Regions from separate parts of the Mus musculus genome. Here region 1 is linked to region 2. Evidence: chromatin contacts called from public HiChIP or PLAC-seq data. All regions are on one chromosome and are shown on one strand. The core of a region is the stretch at or near the end of the contact, and the rest is flanking DNA. Distances in the headings are between cores, read along the strand shown. Region 1 overlaps Gm35657 (a long non-coding RNA gene). Region 2 overlaps Ubash3b (ubiquitin associated and SH3 domain containing, B).

The links. HiChIP or PLAC-seq counts read pairs in DNA pulled down with a chosen protein or histone mark.
Region 1: an H3K27ac HiChIP or PLAC-seq map of microglia shows a contact between it and region 2, with 5 times the contacts expected there. The contact joins two enhancer-like sites. A contact is called at or near these places in 1 of 39 promoter capture datasets (hippocampal neurons), 16 of 484 Hi-C or Micro-C datasets (the C10 cell line, CD8 T cells, the CH12 cell line and 12 more) and 6 of 115 datasets of contacts at active chromatin or transcription factors (CD8 T cells, the HPC-7 cell line, embryonic stem cells and 3 more).

What each region holds. Positions count from the first base shown.
Region 1 is chr9:41,179,849-41,185,881 of GRCm38.p6, reverse strand. Gm35657 (a long non-coding RNA gene) reads right to left here. Exons shown (of 8, transcript XR_870644.1): 7 at 3,044-4,630; 8 at 994-2,241. Among named protein-coding and RNA genes, the nearest start is that of 1700063D05Rik, 23 kb to the left of the region's middle. Within about 2 kb of position 3,896, at least 26 of the 459 cell types and tissues checked have an H3K27ac peak or open chromatin away from gene starts, as enhancers often do. A contact at or near this core is called in CD8 T cells, microglia and regulatory T cells, where this site is marked.
Region 2 is chr9:41,101,419-41,107,209 of GRCm38.p6, reverse strand. The region is part of intron 1 of Ubash3b (ubiquitin associated and SH3 domain containing, B); the gene reads left to right. Among named protein-coding and RNA genes, the nearest start is that of Ubash3b, 54 kb to the left of the region's middle. Within about 2 kb of position 1,784, at least 110 of the 459 cell types and tissues checked have an H3K27ac peak or open chromatin away from gene starts, as enhancers often do. A contact at or near this core is called in CD8 T cells, microglia and regulatory T cells, where this site is marked.

The DNA of each region.
Region 1 (6,033 bases), core at 2,647-5,146, 77 kb before region 2:
TCCGGAGCTCAGGGTTATCCTTGGAGCACAGCAAGTCAGAGGCCAGCCTTGGCTCCATAACACTCTGACATAGAAAAACATACCAAGGAAAAGAAAGCTAGATAATGATATATGCCTAAGATCTCAGCTATTTGGAAGGCAGGACCGGGAGGATTTCAAAACAAACCCAGCCTGGCGTACACAATGTTTGAGGCCAGCCAAGGCCACAGAGTGAGGCTCCCCATCTCAAACAAAAGAGAAAATGGCCTTACACCAGAAGAATGGGGAATCTCTACAAGGTTAATAATCAACACGAGACAGGAAATGGAATTGAGGAAGAGCTCGCAAACAGTAAACACGCTTAGGGGAATGAACTCAGCCCGTGTAGCTCAGGGAGGCAGCATGCCTCGGAGGATGTAAACACGGCCCTGGACACTGGACAGTCCTGGATTCCAGTCCCAGCACTCATGTTTACTGCTCAGGCCAGTTACTTATCCTTGCATGGCTGACCTGCGGTAATGACCCTCACCTCACGAGTCTGGGTGAGAGAAAGGAGACAATACATGAAAGCTCTTCCCAGCGCCCAGCACACAGCCATGCCCTAAGTAATGGAAATTATATTAAGGTCCAAGTAAGGAATGTCTGTCAGAAAGACCAGGAGCGCCAAGATAGAAGTCGTGTCACAGAGAACTCAAAATTTATTACGGAGCTTTCTTCAAATACGACAAGCTGCCAAGCAGAAAGTGCGTTTAAAAGTTTTATAGCTGGCTGTGACAGGTATGCATGCAATCCCAGCTCTCTGGAGACTGAGATAAAAGAATCACAAAATCCGAGCCACCCTGGGCTATACAGCACAATTCTATCTTAACTAACTAACTAACTAACTAACTAACTAACTAACTAACTAACTAAAACCAAAACTAAAATAAAAGTTTCCAATGTCTCCAAGGAATAGATTTTTTTTTTTAAAAAAATTCCTCTTCATTATATTTTTATCTATTTGGTGGAGGAGGTATGTACAACAGTAAAAATGTAGAGATCAGAGGCTAAATTGCTGGAACAGGGGTCTTTTTCTGCTATCTGGGCCCTGGGGGTCAAACTCAGATGGTTAGGTGTGGTGGCAGAAGTCTTTACCTCCTGAGCCATTTCGTCAGCTCTGCATAGATTTTTATGATTATTGTTTTTAACATATGACAGCTTACAGGAATGCAGTTGGATTGCTACTTTCTGTCCAGTGCTGGCCTTGGTAAGCAATGTTTACCAAGTTTACCAGCTGAGAATTTCCCACCCTGGTGGAGAGGCCTGGCCACCTTTGGCAGAGCCATTATCAGGAAATGTGGACCCAGGCTCAGGGTACTTGCAGAGGTTTCTCATGGCTTTGGAAGGCTAGCCTGCTTGCTGTGAATATTGTCACGTGCCCTGGATCATCTTCTGAACATGGTAGGAAAAGAGATGAAGAACGGGGAGGGTAGAAAGGCACACAGAACAATATTCTTTTCTCTGAAACATCTCCAGTATCCGTAGGAAAAACAAGGCATGCATTGAACCTCCTCAGTAGCTATTATTTAATTATTCACTTGTGATAAACTCTCTACCTGTCCATAGAAATTCAAAGAGAAATTTGTCCAACTCTGAGGATCCTGGTGATGCATACATTATAACAGGAAGGTGAACCGTAAAGTGGCCCAGTTCAAGGGCCAAATGAAGTGCCCTGCACACAGAATTCCCTGTGTGAATTCAGGGAAGGAAGTCCTTTCGTTTGGTCAGGACCATCATCAGTCATATATCCCTCATAAGCTTTGCCCACACACCTCTCCTGACAAGTGTCAACCACGTGTTTGCCTTTCAGCTTGCTGCAGTCAGATTTAGGGGACTGAAGAAAGTGGCACATGCTAGGTTTTGGCGTACAGAGAAAGGCTTGTTTCAGCTTCTGAAGATGGGGACATGGGCAGGCAGCCCAGTGAGGCCTTGCACTTAGGACATGAAGAGAGGAGAATCTGACGTTCATGTCAATTGAACTACTCAACAAAACGCTGCCACAGAGTAGGGGTGTGGCGGCACAACAATAACAAAAGTACAAGAGAAGGGAGCACATTTTAACTTGGGGCATAATTCCAAGCTAAGACGCCATCAGCGAGTATTTCATGTTGTCGTTGGCTGCTTCGTTACATCCATAGCGCGCAGACAACTCAACCCCCATATCCAGACACAGCATAGCCAATTTGCCTCGGTTACATCTTCTTCACTCTTGGTTAAGAATCTCTAAAGGAGAAATGAGTATGTGAAGATCAGCTTTCGAGGCGGGCGTGGTAGAGCACACCTGTGACTTTGGCAGTCGAGAGGCAGGAGAATCATGAAACGTCAATGCCACTGGGGTCACACAGTGAGTTCAAAGCCAACTGTGGCTCCATTGTAAGATCCTGTCTTGAAACAATTTATTTTTTTCAGTCCATCAGCAAGCAATTTATATACATTATATATTATATACATTATATACAGTGTATATTAAGACCAGTTTTGGATCTTAGTCATGTGAGTATCATTGTACCCGCCTACGTAATCCACATAATCAGTGTAAAAACTGGCAAACACAGGCATTAGCTGTTGGCATACACTTGTCAGAGGGAACACAGTGAAGAATTCAAAGCCCATCTGTCTGGGCAAATGGCTTGTTTTGTCTCTGAAATGGGGTCTCCAACTATGTAGGTAGCTAAGACTGCTGTGAACCTCTTACTTGACTGCCTCCCTAATGCTGGGTGTTCCTCCACACCAGTGTTCATCCTTTTAGAGACTAAATCCCGGGCTTTGTTCATGCTTGACAAACACTCTTATCAACTGAACTACCTACACTCCGGCACATGGTTTTAAATACGGTTTTCCCACTCTGACTTTCTACATTCACATTAAATGCTATAGTCACAATGGTAATGATTACAGTGGTAGTGGGGGAGATGGTGCTGATGGTGGTAGTGGGGGACATGGTGCTGATGGTGGTAGTTGGGGGAGATGGTGACCATGGTGTGAAGAAAGAGCAGGATTCTAGCTGCAATGCAGACAAACTCACAAAATCAGGTCTCATGTTTCAAGGTGCAGAAGCAAGACAATGCTCACAGCCAACACAAGAGGGACCTGTAACACAAAAGACAACAGAGCTGGAGTCTCCAGACTGCCTGCTCCTCCTGCATCTCAGAAGAGAGGCTGATGGTAAACACTGCAGTCTCCAAGATGCTTGTTCAGTGCCAGAGTTCACACTCAACTGATCTGCTAATCAACTGCTATCCTTCCATTGCACCAGTGACTCTGCTGAGACATAAGCATGGAGATATCTGTTGCCTACCACTCACTTAATAAGACATGGTTTCTGTACTGTTTGCTTGTATTTAGTTGGTTTTTTTTAGATTAAATATGGAAATTAAAATTTCATGAAAAAAAATTTAAGTCAGGCACCTCTCCTGTTCTGCACGGAAACACGCAGTCCCCACCGCACACATCACTCTCACTTGAACATAGGTAGTCAAGCACAAGCAAGGCCACTTTGCTTCCAGCTGGCTGTGTGTTCTTAAGGTAGGAGCAGAGAGAACAAATAAGCCATGGAGTCTTCCAGACCAGAGATAAAATGAGAAACAGATGGGCTCCGATCTCCAAACCGGAAATTTGTTTGTTTGTTTGTTTATTTGTTTTTGTCTCAGGGAGTTTGGTTGATTACTGATTGTAATCTGAACCCAAACCAGGAGACACATGTCACTGACTTCACGGAACAACTCGAAAAGCACCACTAGGAATCAAGCCAGCAGTAGCCCGTGGCTTGGAGCAGGAGGTAGGCCAACTACCTTGCTTCCTGGTGGTGGAGGACTGACTTCAAGAGTCTCTGTCCCTCGTGACCTGGGCTTGATTGGAACTCCATGTGTGGCTGTCATTCTCGGTCCTGTCTGCAGAGTGACGAGCACAGAGGCCCATGGGTGCTGGCTGCCTGGAGTAGGCTGACAGTCTGGTTGTGACTCTCGTCACACATGTCCCAATCTCATTTCCAGCTTGTTTCCAGGCCATTTTCCAACTGCCACAAGCCTACATCAATGTCACAAGTGCTACCCGTGTGTCCTAAGTCTCTCTCCTCAAATAGCCCATTTCTGATGATGGTGTGCCACTGGACTCTGACCTCTAAGCTCAGTACCTCTGTCTTCTCTCGTGTCGGAGTCATTTCTCACGCTCCAGAAGGGACCGATTCTGACTCCTCGCCAGAGTCTGATAAGTTCCTGTTCAAATGCAGTCAGCATCCTGTTCAGTCTTTCGTCTGAATTTCTGTAGAGTTCAAATCAGTCTCAAACAAACAAAACAAAACACCAAAGGTGGGATGCCGGTGGGGTGATGGCTCCGTGGTCAGGAGTGTGTGTTGCTGGTACAGTGTTCACATCTGAGCACCCACATCAAGCCACTTATAACCACTTGCACCTCTAGTTCCCCTATGAGCACTGGTTAGTTGGTTCTGTGGGCTGTTTTCTTGTAGTTTCCTCGACCCCTCTGGTTCCTCAAATCTTCTCTCCCCATCTACTGCAGCATTCCCCAAGCTCTGTCCAATGTTTGGCTGTGGTCTCTGCATCTGTTTCCATCAGTTGCTGGATGATGCCTCTCTGATGATGATTATGCTATGTTCCTGTATATGAGTAGAGTAGACTATCACTAGGAATCATTTCATTGGCTTAAAAATTGCTGGTCCTGTTTGATTCTATTCTGAGTCTCTGGGCTATCCAGACTCTGATCCCTGACCCTCTAGATGAGATCAGCGCTGGGCTCCCTCATGTAGCAGGGGTCTCAAGCTGGATCAGTCATTGGTTGGCTGTTCCCAGGATGAAGGGAGAGAGTACTGGGAAAGACAACTGGAAATGGGGTATACCTCAGGGACTAGCTAGAAACCCTGTGCAGTAGAAACTCCCAGGAATCTACAAGCGTAGCCCTAGATAAGACTCCTAATAACAGGGGGATACAGCACCTGAACCAGCCATCTCCTATAACCAGGCAAGACTTACAATAGAGAGATGGGGACATCAACCGAGCTACAAAAACCTCCACCTGCAATTCGTCCTGCATACAAGATGTGCTGGGGTGGTGTGGTACAGAAATTATGGGAATGGCCAACCTACATTATGCCCTCTTATACAGGGTGAAAAAGAAGGCCTGGACAGGGTTCAGGGTCGAGTTCTTGCCTAGTATGCATGAAGCATTGCATTCAACCTCCAACTCTTGAGGAGGGAAAAGAGGTGAATATTAGTTACACAGGAAACACTCAAAAGACTGAGACAGGAGGATTGCCACCAGCTTGAAAACAACGTAGGATTCTATAAGTAGACCAGGTCTCAAAACAAAACACAATCGGAGCTGGGGATGTAGCTCAGTTGGTAGAATGCTTTTAGAGCCTGCATGGGGTCCTGAGTTTGATCCCAGTACTGTTTAAAACCAACACGGTGGTACTTGCCAGTGATCTCACACTTCAGAGATGGAGCAGAAAAATAAAAAGTTCTAGGTCAGCCTCAGCTATGCAGTGAGTTCATACTCAGAGTTTGAGGCCAGCCTGGTCTTCTTGAGACCATCTCAAACAGACCCAAAAGAAGGAGTAGGAGAAAGAAGACGAGGAAGAGAAAGGAGGTTAAGGGAAAGGAGAGAAGGAAAGAGAGAAAGGATAGATGGATGGAATGAGACAGACAGACAGACAGATTCTGCACCTACAAGGCTTTTTAATAGTGTCTCTACTGATGAGGGCATGGACCCTGTGAACTACCTAACCACCACCTGCCAGACTCCACCTCCACGAACTGTTGCATTAGAAACTAACTTTCTACAATTAATCTTGGACAAAGTCTAAGTTTCCATGCAGCTACTAGAAACTAAATTTCTCACATGTTAGTATTTGAGAATACATTCAGACCACAGGAGGTCATATTCTCTGTCTCTCCCTCTTCCTCCCTCTGTCTCCCTCTGTCTCTGTCTCTTTCTCTGTCTCTCTCTCTGTCTCTCTCTCTCACACTCTCTCTCAAACACACACATAGACACACACACATA
Region 2 (5,791 bases), core at 535-3,034:
GTCCATTAGGAATGAGGTCTTACACTTGCTATGTTATGAGTGTCTGCAGACACCATTCAGTAAGCTTTTGCATCAGCAGGCCTTTCCTGACTACTGTGAGTAGCGAGGGGCTCTCATCTCTGAGGAGCATTACTGATCTTTCATGGCAGATATTTCTGGAGAGCCACCAAGGAAGTCCACAGTGCTGACTACTGCTCTCCTCCTCTCTGCACCCCTCAGCCCCCTCTGCTTCTCTCTCTGTCCTCCGAAGTCATCACATTGATGTACACAGCTTTTGCCTCCCTCAGCAAGGAATAATTACAAAACCCAATTCCAAACAGGCAGCAGAAGTTTCTGTTTGCGTTGCAGGATGCAGCGTGTGCTTCGCAGCTGCGCTCTCACCCGGCAGGGTGAGTTCTTCAGCCTCCACCAAGGTCCTCTGACTATCAGGCCAGTCACCCTGAGATTAGGGGTTTATGAACCTCAGCTCCTTGAAATTTAGTCAAATCTGCATGTTCCAGCCTCAAGAAGGTTCCAGAAACAGAGGAGATTAAAGTGGTCACGGGTCCAGCAGCTTCCTTCAGGGACAGACCCTGTGGGGAGAGGACTTAAACAGGCACTCTCTGGCCATGCTGGAGTAGAAGGCACACCATGGAGGCAGTGGGTGGAGCCTGTTGAGGTCCAGGATGAAGAGAAAACTTGGGGTACAGGTAGGGACGATGAACATCCTGAAAGGAAATCTCCAGCCCCTCTATGCCTTGGGACATTGAATGTCCTTTGATCTTCTGAGGATGTCTCTCAGAAACTCTCAGCTTAGAGTTTTTAACCTGGTCAACTCTAAAAGGAAATGTAGGTTACAGACATGAGCTCCCTCTATCCCCAGGAGGATGGCAACCTCATATTGTCTACTTTGAGACTCAGGTCAGGCTGCAGGGCAGAACCCAGAGAACTTGCTGGAAGGGAGAGAGGAAGGACGGTCCTGTTTTCCTCCTAAGACATGGGCATGGCTGCCGCAGCCTCACAGTTTATCTATCATAGAGAGACACGTTGTCTGTAGTCTCCAGTCTCCTTTCCTTGGATTGGCACAGATCTGAGCCTGAGTTTCTCCAGCACAGCTGACACCTAAATACAAGAAGCTGAGCAAGACTTGGGAAGCTCGGGCTCCAGGCTACTCTCACGGGGCGTCCTCGGGGCTCCCTCTGAACATCCTGCCTGTGTCAGCGGCCACGTCTTCTAGGTCTCAATATTTTCCTCCAATTATCTTACCATTCCCCGGAGCCTTAAAGTAAGGATGAGGGAAGAGATCCTGTCTTCCTTGTCCATCCTCGGCCTCTTTCTGGATCTTGATTTCTCATCCCAAGAACTGCTTAGGACCCCCTGTAACTGAAATAACAGAGACTATGGGGAGAAGACTTGGAGGGAACTTCCTGATCATGTTGTATTGTCCGTTTAGTGAGTTAAAAGAAATTCTATACTGATTGATGTAGATACAGCTCTTTGCCCCCAAAGAAGTGATCCTAGTCTATGGTTCCCCCAAACAATCACTTCAGGGCATCATGAGCCTGTAGCCCCAAGGAAGGTATTCTGGCCACACCCAGATAGTCTGGAAACCTGTGGTCCCCAGCCACAAGTATTAGGCGTGGTTGAATCACTGCAATCAGCCCAAGGGCTTGGTGATGTCAGCTGCTGCCAGTGGGGGTGGGGAGATGGTGGCTATAATTAGCTTTGTGAGTACCCCATGTTCAGCAGAGGGGAAACAGGCCCCTTGAAGTGTGTCTGTTTTCCACTGCTACACCCCGGGGGTGTCACCGCAGGTCCTTTTAAGCTGCCCAGAGTGTCTTGTTCTCCAAGAACTGCTGTGGCTGTTGGTGGCGGTTCCTTAGCTTTTGAGAAGTCACACAGGGCCTGGTCAAGCATCAGCAAATGACTTCCGGTTCCCTTCCCCCTTCTCTCCACTGACAGGGTGACATTAGACCTAGAAGACAAGGCCGCTGACACAGGCAGGCAGTTCAGAGGGAGCCCCGAGGAAGCCCTATGAGAGTAGCCTGGAGCCCGAACTTCCCAAGTCTTGTTCATTTTCTCGTATTTAGGTGTCAGCTGTGCTGGGGAAACTCAGGCTCAGATCTGTGTCAATCCAAGGAAAGAAGACAGACAGGAGACTACAGTCAGCCTGCCACTCAACTATAAGGGATTCTTTCACCCAGGACTTAAAGCCACCCAAGAAGAGCTGCATATACACACTCGACCTAATTCAGTTGTCACTTTCCTTGTTCCAAACAACCTATTATAAGGTCTCAGGCTTATCTACAGAGTTGTAAAGTCCTGCTGGTCTCTGTGACAGTTCACAGCATATGCATTCAGTGCCGAGAGGCACCAGGGAGGGCTGTTGAGTCTACTCACTTGGCTTTGCCTCTCAGCTCTGCTGAGCTATTTGGCCTCAAGTAACTCCTTCAACTTTTGAGGACCAGCCTCCTGATCCTTAAAATTGGGATCCTTAAAATTTGCATCACGGGACTCTCCAGCCATTAGTTATGACCAACATACAAACAAATCAATACCGCATTCAACAGACTCTTCGTAAAATACTATTTGTATTGAGAGTGATAGTAGAATGCAGAAAAAAATTGCAGTCCTAGGTTTTTTTTTTCTTTACTCAAGGACTTTGTACCGTTAACTTAATGCTTTCTCAATGAACAATACGTCTCACCCATGAACACATTTTGTTGTTATTATTGTGAAAACTATTTGAACGGGACCAGTAAGATGATAGAAAGCTAGAAATAAAAAGCTAGGCTACCTCACGCAACCTGCATTTTGAGAAAGGAAAAGGAGAATGTGTTCCTTACGGCAGAGTGACCCGAATACTCGGGCAATGGAAATACAAAACCAAGTAACACTGTCTTCATGTCAAATATTGTTCTGAGAACCTGAGAACTACGACCTCAGTTGTAACCGAAGACAGCAGGGAGCAGCACCGACGCCCACTTAACAGAGATCTTTTAACCAGTGTAATCAAAAGTCAGAGTAATTCAAGACCCCATAGCTCCTAAGTCAGGTCCCCACTCTGCCCTAGATATCCACCAGTATCTACTAATTGTGCTGAACTTATCTGGGAAGCTGGGGGCAGGTGAAAGTTTGCCATTAACATTTGTGATGGAACAGCCATTAGGAAGACCCAACACTCCGACATCTTACATTTGCACTGGCCCTCCTGCTTTCTCTCTCTAACCTCTCTACTGAAAATAAGTTTCCAAGAGTAAGAAGCCTAGCGTAGGCCCCATGACATCATCAGCACTGGCTTCCTGCGACTGTGTCAGTCCAAGAGTAAGAAGCCTAGCGTAGGCCCCATGACATCAGAATCAGTACTAGCTTCTCTTGTCAGTCGAGAAGTTTCCAACGGCAGGAGCAACTGGGCTTCCAGTGAGGGCTCATGTCCTCTGTTCCCCCTTCCGGCCAAACCTAAGGTATAAAACACACTAACAGTAAAACTTCTCAGCGCATTTTCTGCATTCTCTACTCTTCCCACTTTCAGTGTCTCCTTTCCTATTGAGGGTACTGACATCACAGCATCGCCCTGTCCACAGCCAGCTGCATCCTCCATCTCCAGCAAGACATAAAGATGGCTGAGTCCTCCTTGGCTCATGATTTCTTAAACGTACTTAGCCTTCAGGAGTCTCCTCTCTCCACCTTCTCCATTAATTGCTTCTGCTCAGATCCTGTTGTGAGTTATTTCATCTCCTCCCCTAAATATTGGAGGAGCCCAGGCTGAAAACCAAGGCCCTCAAACTTGCTGTACAGATGCTATATATAGAGCTTCTTGTGCTCTTCCTGCCTCTTCTCCCCAAGGGCTGGGACTGCAGGCAACCCCATCACACCTGGTTCCTATGGTGCTCTGAGTCCAATGGAGAGCATTGTGTGTGCAAGGCAAGTATTCTGCCTACTGATCCACATCCCCAGCTGTTCCCAAATCAGTTTTATTCATATTCCTGGCTTTGAATAGATTCCATATACTGATAATTCCTGTGCTGACCTCCCAACCCAGGCTGGCTCTTTCTCCTGTTTCCTAGAGTCAACACCCTGTGAATGCCAGAGCAAAACTCTCTCCAGAGAACTAAAAGCCTGAATCTTGTCAGTCCACACAGAACACTGTATGACTATCATTCTGTGACTCCCCAAGGAGAAAAGGTCACCCTCTCCTAAGACACATCCTAAAGAGGGGAGAAACATGCTCCCAAATGTCACCCAGAGCCGATAGTGCGCCTTGAAGGCTGCCTAGTCTAAGGGGTTGTGCTGCGTGGTTTGGAAAAGGGTTTTAAGGGAATGAACTGACTTGGGTAGGAAAGGAAGACATCTTCGAAGGCCTTTCCAAACCACTAAGGAACAAACGTAGCTCCCTCCTCCCACCCACGCACCACTGGAAATAACTTTAACACTGGAAGTCGGCTGAACAGGCCGTCTGGATCTGACTCTTAAAGGGATGGCGTTCCAACAAAGAAACAAGGAAATCATCTTGAGAACCACTGAACTCTTAGGCAAGTTCACTCTGTCAACTAGCCTCAGGGAAGCTTTGAGCTAGAGCAAAATACAGAAAATACTATCACCGAGGAAATAGTAATTATGACCAAAACGAACAAACAAACAAAGGCCTAGTTGTCTGCCCTGCCACCACACCCCTGCTTTTAAGAGTGTGGAAGTTAACAAAATACCAGCTGGCCTGGTTATTTGGAACCTGTTATTAAAACTAATCTAGAAGGCTAGGGATGTATCTCCATTTGCAGGCTGCCTGCCTACCATGCAAGAAGCCCTCCCTGGGTTTGATCCCCAGTAACACACGAACTGGGTGTGGCTCATGCTTGTAATCCCAGCGCTTATGAGACAGAGAATGAGAAGTTCAGGGTCAATGACCCTTAGCTGTGTAGGAAATTCAAGGCCAGCCTGAGTTACATGAAAGAAAGCAAAAGAAATCCCTTCCAACAAACAAAAATCACCTGATCTGGACTAATCTTCCTTTTATCAAATACTAGCTGAACACCTACTGTGTGCCAGATGCTGGCCTTGTCTCTGGGGTTACAGGAGTCAATGTGATTTAAAAATCTCTTTGCCATCATACTAGAGGGAAGAGACCACACAATAAAAATGTGTGTATCTCAGAGAGTAATCTGGAAAAGAATAAAGCAGGAAGGAAGGGAAGGGATTTCTATTTGTTACAGAAATGTCCGTTAAGCTAATAAAGGACTCAGAAGCCACGTGGATTCCGTAACAGGAACAGTCATGGCAGGGGGACCAGGGGACATCAACGGTCTGGGGCAGCAGTATGTTTAGAGGATTAGAGAAATGATGAATATAAATAAGTTGAAATCTTTTTTTTTTTAAAGAAAGAAATGATGCCTAGACTAGCTGTTTCAGTGGAATGAGCAGGCAAAGGAAGGTGGGAGATGGAACCAACAGAGCTCGAAGGGGCTACTAAAGGGTTTATTTTACTTTACGGTTTGGGGAAGAAAAGGGCTCACACATCCCTAGGTTGGCTTCGAACTCAGAATGTAGCTAAGTTTTACTTTCAACTTCTGATCTTCCTGTCTCTTCCTGTCAAGTTCTGGGACTATAGGCATGGTCTAGTGTACCTAGTTTTATGCCATGTTGGGCATCAAACCCAGAGCTTTGGTCATGCTAGGCAAACACTCTACCAAATGAGAAATCCTTCACCCAATATCTGTGTTTTGGCTGCAGAAAAACAAGATCAAAATTACCATTGCCAGGTTGGAGCTCACTGGAATCCAAGCACCAGCTAGCCAACACTAGTGACCTAGTCAGT